Regions from separate parts of the Gasterosteus aculeatus genome. Here region 1 is linked to region 2. Evidence: chromatin contacts called from public Hi-C data. All regions are on one chromosome and are shown on one strand. Each heading gives the region's core, a stretch centred on a gene start, on an enhancer-like site or on the middle of the called end of the contact. The rest is flanking DNA. Distances are from core to core; before and after follow the strand shown. Region 1 holds the start of LOC120834441 (immunoglobulin superfamily member 3). Region 2 overlaps igsf3 (immunoglobulin superfamily, member 3).

Region 1 (6,797 bases), core at 1,617-4,116, 77 kb before region 2:
CTCTGGAGGACGGCCTCCAGCGACTCCCCCGGCACCTCCAGGAAGTCCTGCTGCTGGACCACCTGGGAGAACTGGGCGGTGATGTAGTCTCGAACGCCGCTGGTCAACGCCGGCAGGGCATGGCTTTCGGCCAGATTCAGGATGCCGATGCAACTGTCCAGGTTCAGAGACTTGGTCAGGAAGCCGGCACATGCATCCACCACGCGCAGGAACTACAAGAGACGAGGCCAGCAAGATGAAAAGTGAGGAGGCCCTCGGATGACAGCCCCTTTTCTAACTCGGATTAGAAAAGGGGCTGTATAAAAAGTTGTTATTATTCTAACCTCTGTCCTAACCCCCAAAAAGTAAGAGTCCTTAAACCTCTTTTTAATAACAAAACAAGAAACTTGCCCCCCCCCTCCCCGGTGTGGTACAGCTGTGTATTTAATTTAGGACTATGTGGAGAACAGATCCCAAGCGTAAACAACAAGGCAACTTTCGCTTCCCTCTTTCACTCGTGTCTGGCTCAGTTTGATGTTTGTTCCACTGAGGGGAACAATTGTAAGATATGAAATGTAGTTCTAAACTGCCCGCAGGGTCGCCGAGCTGATATCACTGTAATAGACCCTGTCTGTCTGCATGCAGACTCTTTGTACTGCTGATACCGTCTCTTTGTGTTAAACCGCGTGCCCCTTCTAAGGGAATCAATGACACGTAGTAAGAAGATATTAGATGTATTCTATTGATGTTATGTGAGATAAACACTTCCTTGTGTTTTCACTGACATCGGAGAACCACATGATCGTGTATGAGTTCACACTTGCATAGAATTGGACGGACTTCCTCATCTGATAAAACTCTTTGACAACAAATTGGGTTGGATGTGTCAAACGCTAAAAGGGAAAGTGTTTTTTCTTTCTCTCGAGGGTATGTTGACAATCTCATCAAATGCTTTACTTTCGACAAAGATTTTGAATCTAAAGTGTACTTGATGTTAATGCTGCTATCAAGCAATAACAATCCACTTTTTGAGGCAATATTTTTCTTTTACTGGCATTCACTTTCCAATGCTGAACATTAATCTTAATCTTCTTTAACTTTTATTGATAGTAGATGTTGTTTTACCTGAAACTGACTGGCAGCCTCCAGTATTCTCTGGACATTTGAGTTTGTAAGGAGGGCTCGACTGGTGTAGGTGTACTCCAGGAGAAAGCTCATCGTGCCACTGTCCAAGCCCTTTATTTCCACATGCTTCTCACGACTCTCCCTCAGGCCGCTGCAAAACATGGCCCTGCCGGAGGAGAAAAAGGGGGTCAAAAACCAGCACTGCCAGTACAGTGTTTTGAGACAACTGTGGCTCCATCTCACCTGAAGTACTGACTGGCGGCGGCGAGTACGGCTCGATGACAAGGGAACTCATGTCCCTGAACACACAGGACCACATCGGTCAGTTCCCTGTTCACTCGTAGGGTTTCCATCCCTCTCTGCAGCTCCATGGGTAGACCTTCATCTTCCCAGCGTAACTCGCTGGAGCGCGTCGGGCTGTTTCCCTCCTCGTCTCGGCCGGGTTCCTCTGCAAGAGGCATCAAGGGCCCCTCTGTGGTCCTCTCCAAGGATTCGCCCATTTTTTACGTCAGCAAATTGGCAAGAACGGGTCTTTTAACGGCTCTTAAAAAGACCTGTGCGATTTAGCCCGTAACCGTTGTGTCACTTTGAGATGTGGGTCGGGTTTTCGCCGACACATACTTCCTGTTCCTGTTCTGCAAGGAGCAAACATATTTAGCAACGCTTGTTTCTAGACAGTTCCTGTTCTGGTGCTGAGTTAATTTCCCCTAAATAACCAGACTTCCCTCCTTTCTCTGGAACACAGACACCAGGTAGATCATTCTGTAAATAAATAGGCATAAAGCCTTGAACCTTTTGTTTTGTGTCTGTACATTTTCTTTCAACCTCCTTTCTGTTTGATTGTCTTGGTGGCTGAAGTGCTCGTGAGCAAAGCCCTTCGTCTCATCGGTTACAATCTTTTGGGATTTTGACCCTTCAGAGGGGTTTCTACTTGTGACCCACTTGCACAGTCATATAGCTTTGTAAGGCCTAGATTATGTTACACAAAGGCCAGTTCCATCACATGTATGTATTGTATTGTAGATTCCTGCTGCACAAATATTTGCACGGTTTTCTTACAAATCGGAAGGTCTTATTGGTCAGTACATAATGCATCTTTTGTTTAGGCCGAAAAGAGTATGCAGAACAAATTGATAAATCATTCTGTCCTCATTGAACTAGTTCTCTACCTGTATTTTCCTTGACGTCTCTCGTGCTGCGGACTCCTCCGTTATCAACACCGTATTTAATATTAACTCAATGAACAGACACGCAAAGCAGAGCAGTGACTCATGGACTCAGGATGGATGCTAAAATGTGAAACTACACAGCTGACATGCATGCTTTCATCTTCTCCACTAAGCGGCACTACAGCCCCACTGGGAACATACAAGCGTAATTGAGATGAGTCCAACCTTATTTGCTCTTTAAACGTTGGGCTGAAAGCCATAATCCTCCTTTTCTTTATTTGTCAGAGATGTAATTGTCATACAGAAGGCGGCATTTTTACGTTTCCGTCTAACCACACGGACCTACATGAACCCATAATGATCCACATAATAATGTGGATTTTCCAATCAACTCATCTATAACTGTAAACCCTAAACCTGACGTAAATCAATCAATCTAAGATTGATCTAAGATAGATCTAAGACCTGACGCTTTTTCTTGAACATTTGCATTTCAATGCATTTAAGCGGCAAAGCGACAATAAATCTACAAATACAATAACGCAATAACGTGTGAGGCCTGCAGGAAACATTTCAGACTTCCTCTTAGTGTACAGGAAGCCTCAACCACCGACATATCGTTGCAGGGACAGAGGCTGGTTCTCGCACACAGGGGCATATGCTGAGGGCCGCTCTCGGGTCCAATGGTGTGAACACTGTTAGTTCTGAGGCAGGTTCAGGATGAAGCGTTTCCTGCCATCCTGGGTGAGGACCCATTTACTCCTCTGTCTGGGACTACTGCGCTGCGGTAAGTAGTAACTGAATGGCTGCAATTGGATTGTGGGACTCATTTTGTTAAAACCTAAGTAAAAAAATATAAAAGAAAGGATTTTTGAAAAGGAGATTTAGTGGAGACAAGCTGGTTAGTAGTGCGCCGGGCGTAATGTCCAACTTCAACTTGCTATTTTTTAATAACAACAATTATTTACAAATAAGCATAGCCACTTTTCCATGTACATTTTAAGCAACATGTATCTATTTGTTTGTTTTTGGTAATGATGTTAGGAATTTCTGTGAATTAACTAATTTATTCCTAATTGATGATTCACTTATGTTGTTATTTTCATTTCAGAAAAAACAATTTAACTGCAAACAAATTACTAAAAAATAGATGCTTTTGACAAATAAATGCAAATGTAAAAAGTTCACATTTCATACAATTTGCAGAGCTTATTGAAGACTGTGAAGCTTTTATACTTCGCATTTACATAACATTAAAGACTGGGCACACCTTGTTGTGTAAAAGGTGCTAGTAGGAAGTCTTGAAAATAACGGTCAGTCTGACGTGATCAAATAAATATTTTCATGCGCAACAGTGCGCAGGAGTTTTTCTCTTAGCTTCCCATGTCTACAAACAGCAGATTGCAGCACCCATATGATAAAGGTCTCAATCATCAAGGTTCAATGTTCAACTGACTTCAGCATTCTTTTTTTTGTCTGTGCTTCACACAGGAGACGCCAGAGTGAACACCCAAGTTCAGGCTGGCCCTCTGTATCGCGTGGTGGGCTCTCCGCTCTCCATCTCCTGCAATGTGAGTGGTTTTTTCAGTGACACCGCTAAAAAAAACTTTCAATTCCGTTTTGTGAATCCGCCAAATCCAAATGAGATCAACATCATCAGCACGGGGGACCCGAACTTCAGCTACACCGTGTACGCAAGGCGTGTGGGGAGCAAGGAGATCACCCTGACACATGTCACTCCAAACTCAGTCTTGTTTAAGATACAAAGCCTCGGGAAAGGTGATGAGGGTGAATACCACTGTACTGTAGTCAACTCAGAAGTTGTTTATGATGGAACCTACAGCGCCGAGACAGCATTAAAAGGTAAGAAGTCACCGTTTTTGAGTTTTTGAGCTTCAAGACATACTTTTCAATGCAATTGCATCGCTGTATCTTAAGACGACAAAAATGTATGACATCGAATGTCTCTGTCTCTGTTTTGGTTGTGGTTCCACAGTGATTGACAACTCCCTCAGTGTTTCATCACCTGCCTCCACCCCACTGAGCTATAACGAGGGGGACGCTTTCACTTTGACATGCCATGCCTCCACCAACACCGTCCAGCACACCCACCTGTCTCTTGCCTGGTACCTGCGTAAAGACGACGAGGACAGCGCTCACCCCATCATCTCTCTGGACAGAGATTTCACACTAAACCCGGGCCCGAGGTTTAAAGACCGGCACCAGGCTGGAGTCATAAAGTTAGATAAATTGGGAGAGGCCACGTACAAGCTGAACATAGCTCACCTGGAGCCTTCCGACCAAGGCCGGATCTACTGCCAGGCTCAGCAGTGGATCCAAGATCCCGACCGCTCTTGGTACATTATCGCTCAAAGCGATGGGAAGGAAACTACCCTGAATGTTAAAGCCAGAGGTTGGAAACATCTTTCATATAACTGATTTGATCCATCAAACAGCACGTATTGATATGAGTCAAAGCGTTCTGCTTTGTTCTTCAAAGCTTCTCTGACAGGATTCATATGTCTCCGTGTCTCACTGTCTTGCTTCTTTTCTTTTTTTTTCTTCCCTCGCTGTGAGTAGACGTGTTGCCAGACATGTCGTCCCTGACGGTGCGTATCTCGGCACCGGCGGATACTCTGCAGGAGGGGCAGGAGCTGTCGCTGTTCTGCCACGTAAACTTCCACAACCTGCAGAAAAGGTTCTTCTCTGTAGCCTGGCTCAGGGGAAATATTGAGTTGGCCCGCGTTGGCCCGACAGGCATTCTGTCCGTCGGGCCCGAGTACAGCAGGAGAGAGGGAGATGGAGAGCTGAGGGCAGCCCGGAAGGGGGAGGGAGAGTACTGCCTCACCTTGCAGTCTGTCAGAACCGAGGACCGGGGGGAGTATGTGTGTAGAGCGAGGCTTCTGGACCGAGGCCCGGATGGGGGCTTCACTGAGCGAGCAGTCCAGCACTCCGACTCCCAGCTGGTCAGCATCTCAGCCCCAGGTGAGTCAGCAAATGTGTCCACACACACACACACACACAAACTCTTCTTACCTTTAGGAATCAGTTTAGTTTTTTATCTTATCATTAATCTGTCATGCCATGTCTCATCGCAGAAAGTGCGCTGTCAGTTAAAATGCGAAACCCTGGGAGTGTTAACGAAGGCTACCGGCTGGAGCTCAGCTGTGAAGTGCTCGGGGTCAAAGGTCAGCTGTCTGTCACCTGGCAACGCAGATCAACAACCACGGCCGTCTTTGCCAGTGTCATCAGTCTAAGTCAGGCGGGTGTTGCGGAGAAGGCGGAGGAGTTCAAGAGCCGCAAAGTCAGCGCGACGCGTCCTGCCACCAACACCTTCACCTTGGAGCTTGATGAAGTCAGGCCTTCAGATTCAGGGGTCTACCAGTGTGCTGTGACTGAATGGAACATCAATACCAAGACCCAGAGCCAGTCTCAGAGTGCCACTGTGACTGTGACTCCTGCAGGTGAGAAATATCTCCTTCTGTCTGTGATGACCAATGATTCACACCAAATTAATGAGGAACTCAAGACACGTGTGCAATCATGTGGAAATTATTTCTGGATTGTAAAAAGCAAAGGGCGGCACGGTGGCGTGGTGGTTAGCACTGTTGCCTCACAGCAAGAAGGTCCTGGGTTCGATTCCACCCAGTGGCCTTTCTGTGTGGAGTCTGCATGTTCTCCCCGTGTCTGAGTGGGTTCTCTCCAGGTTCTCCGGCTTCCTCCCACAGTCCAAAGACATGCTCTGGGGATCAGGTTAATTGGGGACTTTAAATTGCCCGTAGATGTGTGAATGGTTGTGTGTCTCTGTGTAGCCCTGCGATTGGCTGGCGACCAATCCAGGATGTACCCTGTCTATCGCCCGAAGTTGGCTGGGATGGACTCCAGCCCCCCTGCGACCCTGTGTGCAGGATAAGCGGTTTGACGATGGATGGATGGATGGATGTAAAAAGCAAACTTTTAGCTTTCAGTATAGTTGAAGAGAAAATGAAACGTTTGTTGCGTCGTGTGTAATAGATATTACACGGTTAAATTTCACAACTTTAAATAGAAACTGTTCAGACCTTTTTAGACATTTGTTGTAATGGTACTAAATCATTGACTCTAGCCTCAATGCATATGCAGTATTTGCATAAAATAATGACAAATGCAATTTCTTGTCTTAAGACCGTTTTAAGTTCTATGTTTTATGTTGCTAACATAGATATATTGGCGAACAAATTATTTAAGGTATAGGCCTATTTTGTGGGCATAAAATTGTCTCAGCGTAAAAAAGTGTTACCATGGTTTTAAAATGTAGCTTACCCACAACCTCTTTTTCAACTGCACACTCACGTGTGAATTGTATGATCATGAACTTCTGCATTCTCAATCGCCACCACTGACTGATTTACTTTTTTTTTTCACACAGATTCTTTTGTTAAACTGAATCTCATGAGTCGCAACAACGCGGTGACTGTAGGACAAACTCCGGAGTTGATGTGCCGGGTCAGAGGGTCGCGCCTACCAATGACACTGACCTGGAGC
Region 2 (6,811 bases), core at 463-2,962:
AGGGTAGGGTCTAACCTTGGAAGCTGAAAAACTGTCGATATCTGTGGGAATCAGTGTGTGATTTATTTATTTGTGTCCCCTGTTTACATGTTTTGGCGGTTTGGTGTCTCTGTTTGCTGAAGCGCTTTCCGCTTGTTTGTGTTGGTGAAGTTTAAAGTGAAAGTGCCTGCTGCAATTCCCCAGAGCCCGAGATGACCCCTTTAAACCACTTGTTCTGTCTGATCAACGGTCCAAAACACAGAGACGTTCACGAGCGGTTCATTACAAACAGGAAAACTTCCAACTGGAGAAGTTCGACCTGTTAAATGTTTGGCATTTGCCATAATTAGTATTAAATTAATTGCTCATCAAAATAGATGCCGCGGAATTTTTAATTGTCTCCCTAATCCGTTAATCAACCACCCGTCTTAGCTCACAAAAGGTCTCAATTAATGTAAATTAGACTGGACGTTGGGATTTGGTGCGATACTGCTGGACCACCTACAAATACTAAACACAACCCCCCCCTCCCTCACATCCCCCTCCCCTTTTGTTTCTCCGTCTTGCAGAGATTCGACTACAGGTGCAGGAATCGGAGTCAAACATGACCGTGGAAGAGTCTTCCTCCATCCGGCTGGGCTGCAGCATTCCCTCCCAGTCGTCCCGAGACTCCCGCTTCTCCGTGTCCTGGTACGTGGAGCGCTCCGACGAGGAGGAGGAGGAGGAGGAGGAGGATGGGGAACGGCCCGGCGACGAAGAGAGGGAGTGCGTGTTCTCCATCGGCCACGATGCCGTGTTCGGAAACGGAAACTGCAGCCCCAGGGAGGAGCCGGGGCCAAACTCCCGCCTGCAGTTCGAAAGGATGACCTCCGACCAGTACAGCCTGACCATCCAAGGGGCCCGGCCGACGGACGCGGGCCGATACTACTGCCATGTAGAGGAGTGGCTACTCAACCCCCGCAAGGCATGGTACCGCCTTGCCACCAACAACTCCGGCTTCACCATCGTCAATGTAATTCAACAAGGTAAGTCCTTGACTGGCCAAATCCTTAAAGCTCGTCTGAGTGCAGGAGAGAAATGAACAGTGTCTTTCTAATATTGAACAGGCCATTTAAGAGCGGGGAGCTTCAAAGACAGCACGAGATGTAATTAACTGCTGCGTCTTTGGATGTTTTGTCTGTTATTGTCATACTGCTCAATCCTAATGGGTCCTCTGCGTTGCGGTGTACATAACTAGAGAATATTATGGGCTAATTAGGGAGCTCTCAGGTACTCTGAGTCATCTTCAGATGATATGACTTCCCCACTTGCAGCATGTGTTTTAAAAGCCGAGCCAGAGATGACTAGGTACTGTTAAGCATTGAAGCCGAGTGAATAATGGCGTCAGAAGTAGCGCTCTGATCCAAAGATGCCCAACAGATTCCTTCACCGGTGTCCGTAGGATGTGAAAGACGTGCGTTCCGCGTGTTCAATGAGTCGGGAAAAAATGAATACACAAATTCTTTAGTTTGCCAAGTACCTCTTTTGCATCCGTGGAAACCCTAACCCTGGTCTTTGCTCTGCCGACAGTGTCCACCCTGCAGTCAGTGGTGTGCTCCAACGACTCCCTCTTCTACTTTGTCTTCTTCTACCCCTTCCCCATCTTCGCCATCCTCCTCATCGCCGTGCTGCTTGTGCGCTACAAGGGCCGCAACAACAGCAAGAGCCAAGAAGGCAAGAACGGCGCCCCCCTCCTGTGGATTAAAGAACCTCACCTCAGTTACTCCCCCACTTGTCTGGACCCACCCGCACTCAGCCTGCACCCCGGCTCGGTCGACTAAGGGAGCCCCCCCACCCCCCCACCCCTCCCTCCACCACCCTCACCCCCCCGCGCCTCTCGCACATCGAGGATCCAACCAACACAACGTGAGGAAGCGTATCTGGACTCCACCTTCAGACCGTACTGTCGTTCACTGATGTGTTGAATTAGTCTGTTTAAAAATCCCTACCCAGGTGGCTGTCTGTCTTACGTTGTCTGTGCGTGCGTGCGTGTGCGTGCGTGCGTGTTTGTATGTGTGCGCGTGTGTGCGTGCATGTGCGTGTACTAGAATGGGTGTGCCATGTTAGCACGATTAACTCTGCAGGTGCAAATTGAAGGACAAGCAAGTATCAGCAGCCTCTCTCGTTTTAGTTTTCTGTGAAACTCATAGCTGCGTTTTGTTTTTATTACTCTGAATAAGTGTCTATTTTTCAAGCGAGAAAGAAAACGGTGCACCGGAGGTCGTTGTCCGATCCGGGAAGAACATATAAGAGAAGGAACTCTATAATCGACTCTGGCACTGAGAGAAAAGTCTCTGCACTGATCCGGGAGCAGCCGCAGCCTGGCCCACCTCGTTGGTTGCCATGGTGATTCCCTGCGCCCACTGACTCCGTCCGTGGCCGACGACTTGGTTGCCAGCCTGCATAGAGACAAAAGCAAGGACACACACAAGTCTGTGTCCTAAGTGAGGGTGTGCGTCGGCCCACCTGCCTCCACAATGAATTTGCCTTGGCAGACAGGAACCGGTCCTCCTGCGCCACTTAAACACTGCCAGGCACTCCGGCCTTAGTGAGAGACTCTTCCTCTCTACCCTCCTCCCCCTCCCACAGGAGACGGCGATAGAAAGAGAGGGAGGGACGTCTCTGAAGGTGGGGTGTAAATGAACAGCCTGCTGGGGAAATATGTGCTTTTTATTTTATGTTGGGTTTTTTCAGTGCCAGGACCTCCTTATTTCCAATGCGCTTTCTGCAGCTGATGTGTGAAGTTTTGAAGCGAGTCGGAAAGCTGATTTTGGTTTGGAAGGAGTTTGTAAATATGTGTGCGCATCTCCCGCTGTGGGTTTATGGACCTTGAAGGCCAAAAGGCCCCATGTTGAATCAATTGAATTGTCCTGCTTGTGTTACACGAGGGGGTTGTTGACTAGAATTAAAGTTACTGCACATCTCTTTAGGTCTCCCAGTATGACCCATACGTCTGGTCCTTAAAGACATCAGAAGATGCTAGTTGTATTTTAAAAGGACTTTGATTTGTTTAGAGCCACACTGGATAGGTATATGTGTAAGTTAATGTGTAGTGAAACACTTAAAAATGTAACTTGCACATAAGACAAAATGACGACTGGGGGCAAAGATTTGACTTGACTTGTGTTTATTTTAAAGACTTTTCTATTTATTGTTTTTTTGTTGTTTTTTTAATACTTTGCCTAGCTTTGAAAACAATTCTTTATGCTTTGATATTCTCTAAGAACTCTGCTGCTTGTGTTGCCAGGCAACTGCACCAAGCAGATTATGTCAATAGCCTGTGTGTTGGCGATGTGATAGATGTAGAAATGCTAGATTTGTCCGGCGCATTGCAGTCTGTAGCATTTCATACCAGATTGTCAAGTTTGGTCAGTGTCAAAACACTGTATATCTATACCTATAATGCAAATTACTGTGGCTGTACATGTGTTACAATAGTTGAACAGACAAGTCACGAAAAACTAATTCACTTAATGCTTTTTGCTTGAGTCACGTTTATTTAGTGAAATGTGATGTAAGACCGAGGTGGGACGTTTGATGAAGGCGAACTGTTACGTTTTCTAATCACGGATTGTCGCTGACGGCGTCGGCTCCCCCGATGCGAGGCAGACGGTTTTGAAAATCTGTGCCACCTTTCCTGGAATATATGAGCCAGGAGAGGCGTGAAGTCCTCTACCCAACCCGGGCCTAACCCGTTCACTGCCAGACTGGACATAAAAGCTCTCAATGATCGTGTCGACATGTATATTGCATGACAATACTGCAGGAGGAATTTTGATGTTTTGTAAACTTTGAGCTCTTTCAGCAATGTGTATGTGTGACAAAGCCGTGCCCCCCCTCCCCCCCCCCCCCCCTCCCTCCTCCACACCGACTTCCTGAGCCAAGAGTCAACACAAAAGCCCGGTCCCTGTCATCTACGACATTTAACTGCCGATTCCAGATGCCCTTTGAAACCTGTGAAGTAACCCGTTTCAAGAATGGCTGTTGTGGAGATTGTGTTTAATATTATAGCTCATATTTGTCTTTTTAATGTTTGCTTTTATGCGGCACTTCATTAAACAGATTTATGTCAACAAAAAAATGTCCACATCATGACACAAACCACCAATTTCCGAGACTTTCTTTCACTGTTTTTCAAGATAACCTGTCAATTTCGAGTGGACCTCCCACTTCTCCGCTGAGTAAGGCTGGTGCCGTTTAGCCACGGGGAGTTTGAAATGGTGCGCACGTGCAGCAAATTTCGGTCTTCAAAGCAAATGGCCGTGAATTAGCTGTTGGTCAAACTCATTATCAGCTGTGTGTTTTACACGTGTCTTCAAGGGGAGACCGAAGACGAGTGCGGCACACGCTTCGTATCGTCCGCTCCTAATGAGGCAAAGTCTCCACAATCTGTCTTTCTTTGTCGAGCATCCAGAGGATAAAAAAAATGTAAAATGACAACTCCAGCTACACTTACGCATGATGCTTAAAATAATTTGGCAAGAAGTGATCCACTGTGCGTAACCCAGCAACTATGCTAAAGACCGTTATTATATTCTGTAAAATACACATTTTTGACAATTAAATTGTTAGTGTGTGAGATAAAAAAAGGTTTGATCGTATGTCGTGAAGTCGTCATTAGAGGTGGAGTCGTCCTTTGCGTCTTCTTTGGTCAAAATGTTGCCTCATTAGGTGACAATGCTCAGTGTGTGGACTTTCTATTGTAGAAAGTCCACACACTTGCACGCTGTGCAACAGGAGGCTGCACAGCGTGCAGCCTCCTGCTATTTTACGTGATGCAACCGCAAGTGAAAATGTGTATTATCCAAACTGCAGGGAAGTCGTTCTGTGCATTTTTCTGTCCCGAGTATCAGAAGGAATAATTAATGGAGCCGATAGAAAGCTCTTCTGTCATTCGACGGTAACGGTTGCATATCTTATCATTTGCGTTGGCAGTGAATGCTAACAAGAACATCATTTCAGTTATTTATAATAAAAGCTAAATCAGGAGCGTGTTTATTGGCTGAATGGTTTGCATTTACATAAATCTTGAACATTCCCAGAGAAGCAGGTTGGGAAATGGTGCCACTGAACAGCTGCTTAGGCCTCAGTGTTTGAAATTACATAATCTTGTACACCTAAATAATGAAAAGCGCACAGCGCTGCCGCCGTCATTGGGGCTGTGAAGTTGAACTCTGAATGGTGTTTTTTGTTGGGTTGTGACGATGTATAAATATCCACAGCTGCCTCCCAACATTCCTCCGAAAGTGACCGTGTGGAAGCTGCGTTTAGAGGGCTGCATGTATCGGCTGTGTGCGGGAACTAGGCGTCGGTGTAACGTAGTTTGTGGTGGTGTTTTCAGTTCAGCCAGCGGTGCTTTATTTTCAGTGATGTATTTTTATATATGATCATGGTTTGTTCATTTTTTCATTTGTTATTCTATCAAATATTTGCCATCGTGGCCATTAAAAAGGCACTTTGCTAATTTCAGTCTATTTCAATAAAACGCATTCAGTGCATCTTATTTTTTCCTTCCAACTTTATGCATTTTGCATTTGTATTTAAGGATCAATTGGAAAACCAACTTTGAAATTCGTGATTAAAAACAACAGATCGATCGGGTTTTCTCAAAATAACCTTAAATCACTTTCAGCACTCTCCCCAATCATCTAGTTCTGCTTTAACCATAAACTGGAGGTTAATTCCCAGCAGGCAGCAGGCTTATTGAATCTACAGTGTATTTGGACTTCTGAGCGCCTCAACTCAAGGGTTTATTTATTCCCCATGTTCGGTTTGGTCTGCGTGGCGCGTGTGATTGTGTGGGAGAGAAAAGGATCGGGTCAGCATGTCAAGCGATAAATAATGCTTAGAAGGCCTCCTGCAAGTTAACCTGGCACTTTTTTGACAGCCTCAGCAAATCACATCTCGCCACTCATAACTCACCCGATGCCGATGGACTTTGCTCACTCTGCTTTTTCTCTACGACACACACACACACACATACCGACATAATTCTGCAGCATTAAGCAGCAGTCCGAGGCATTCATGAACTGCTTTCTGACTCCTTCTCCCGTGAACTGCTGTTAACTCATATTGATGCACGCATGCCCAATGAAGCCAAGAACAAATGCGCCCTAGCATTCAATTAATCAGGGTGCCACGGAGGGAGAACGGACTCCACTGGAAGAAAAGTGTGCTTGAGGAGTTTTCTGGGGTGTGACGCATGCAGGTTTTCCCTTTTCGGTCGATTCCTGACTGAAAGAGTCGCCGCACCGGCAGACGTATCGATGCTGCCGCCGCTGATGGCGGGAACACTGATACTGCTGATGTTTTTGTCAGTCAGCTCAGTCAAAACTTGATAAAAGAAACCCCCCTGAACTGACCAATCTATGGCGATGCAGACGCCAGAGGGCACGCGTGGGCAGACTGTACTTAACGATCCAGAGCAGCAGGGCGGCCGTCAGACAAATAGATTAGGATTTATTGCCATTGAGAGAGGAAGCGGTGAAAGGACAGGACACGTCGTCTCCCGCTCTCACTCTGATATCAATATCAATAACGGGGAGGGGGGGGAACACCATAAGGGCTTGCGTGGGGGAAACAAGTTGTCAGCTACCCGTACGTATCATCAGGGTGCGTTCTGTTCTGGCGATGAGGGAGGCGCAGCTACACCATGAACAGCATGTGGCCGGGGGGGGGGGGCTACTCTGTGGAGGCCTGTGCAGGCCTGTGGAGCTCGTTGCATTCACCTTCGTATGATTCCACGTTGCTTGGTGTGGTGTGACTCACCGTGTGAGTCAACAAGAACAGCGAG

Evidence for each region. A called contact is a pair of places that touch in the nucleus more often than the background predicts.
Region 1: a Hi-C map of skeletal muscle shows a contact between it and region 2, with 2.6 times the contacts expected there. The contact joins the promoter of LOC120834441 here to the enhancer-like site in region 2. A contact is called at or near these places in 5 of 6 Hi-C or Micro-C datasets (blood and trunk muscle, skeletal muscle, tail fin and 1 more).

Annotation. Positions count from the first base shown.
Region 1 is chr16:9,237,740-9,244,536 of fGasAcu3.hap1.1, reverse strand. LOC120834441 (immunoglobulin superfamily member 3) reads left to right here and starts at 2,866. Exons shown (of 9, transcript XM_040202429.2): 1 at 2,866-3,060; 2 at 3,765-4,136; 3 at 4,270-4,686; 4 at 4,854-5,258; 5 at 5,372-5,737; 6 at 6,682-6,797. The coding sequence starts at 2,994. klhl6 (kelch-like family member 6) reads right to left here and starts at 1,792. Exons shown (of 7, transcript XM_040202438.2): 1 at 1,348-1,792; 2 at 1,105-1,270; 3 at 1-212. The coding sequence starts at 1,604.
Region 2 is chr16:9,159,207-9,166,017 of fGasAcu3.hap1.1, reverse strand. igsf3 (immunoglobulin superfamily, member 3) reads left to right here. Exons shown (of 9, transcript XM_040202437.2): 8 at 549-1,004; 9 at 1,549-4,099. The coding sequence ends at 1,799. Among protein-coding and RNA genes, the nearest start is that of rpe, 8.9 kb to the right of the region's middle. Within about 2 kb of position 1,712, at least 6 of the 9 cell types and tissues checked have open chromatin away from gene starts, as enhancers often do.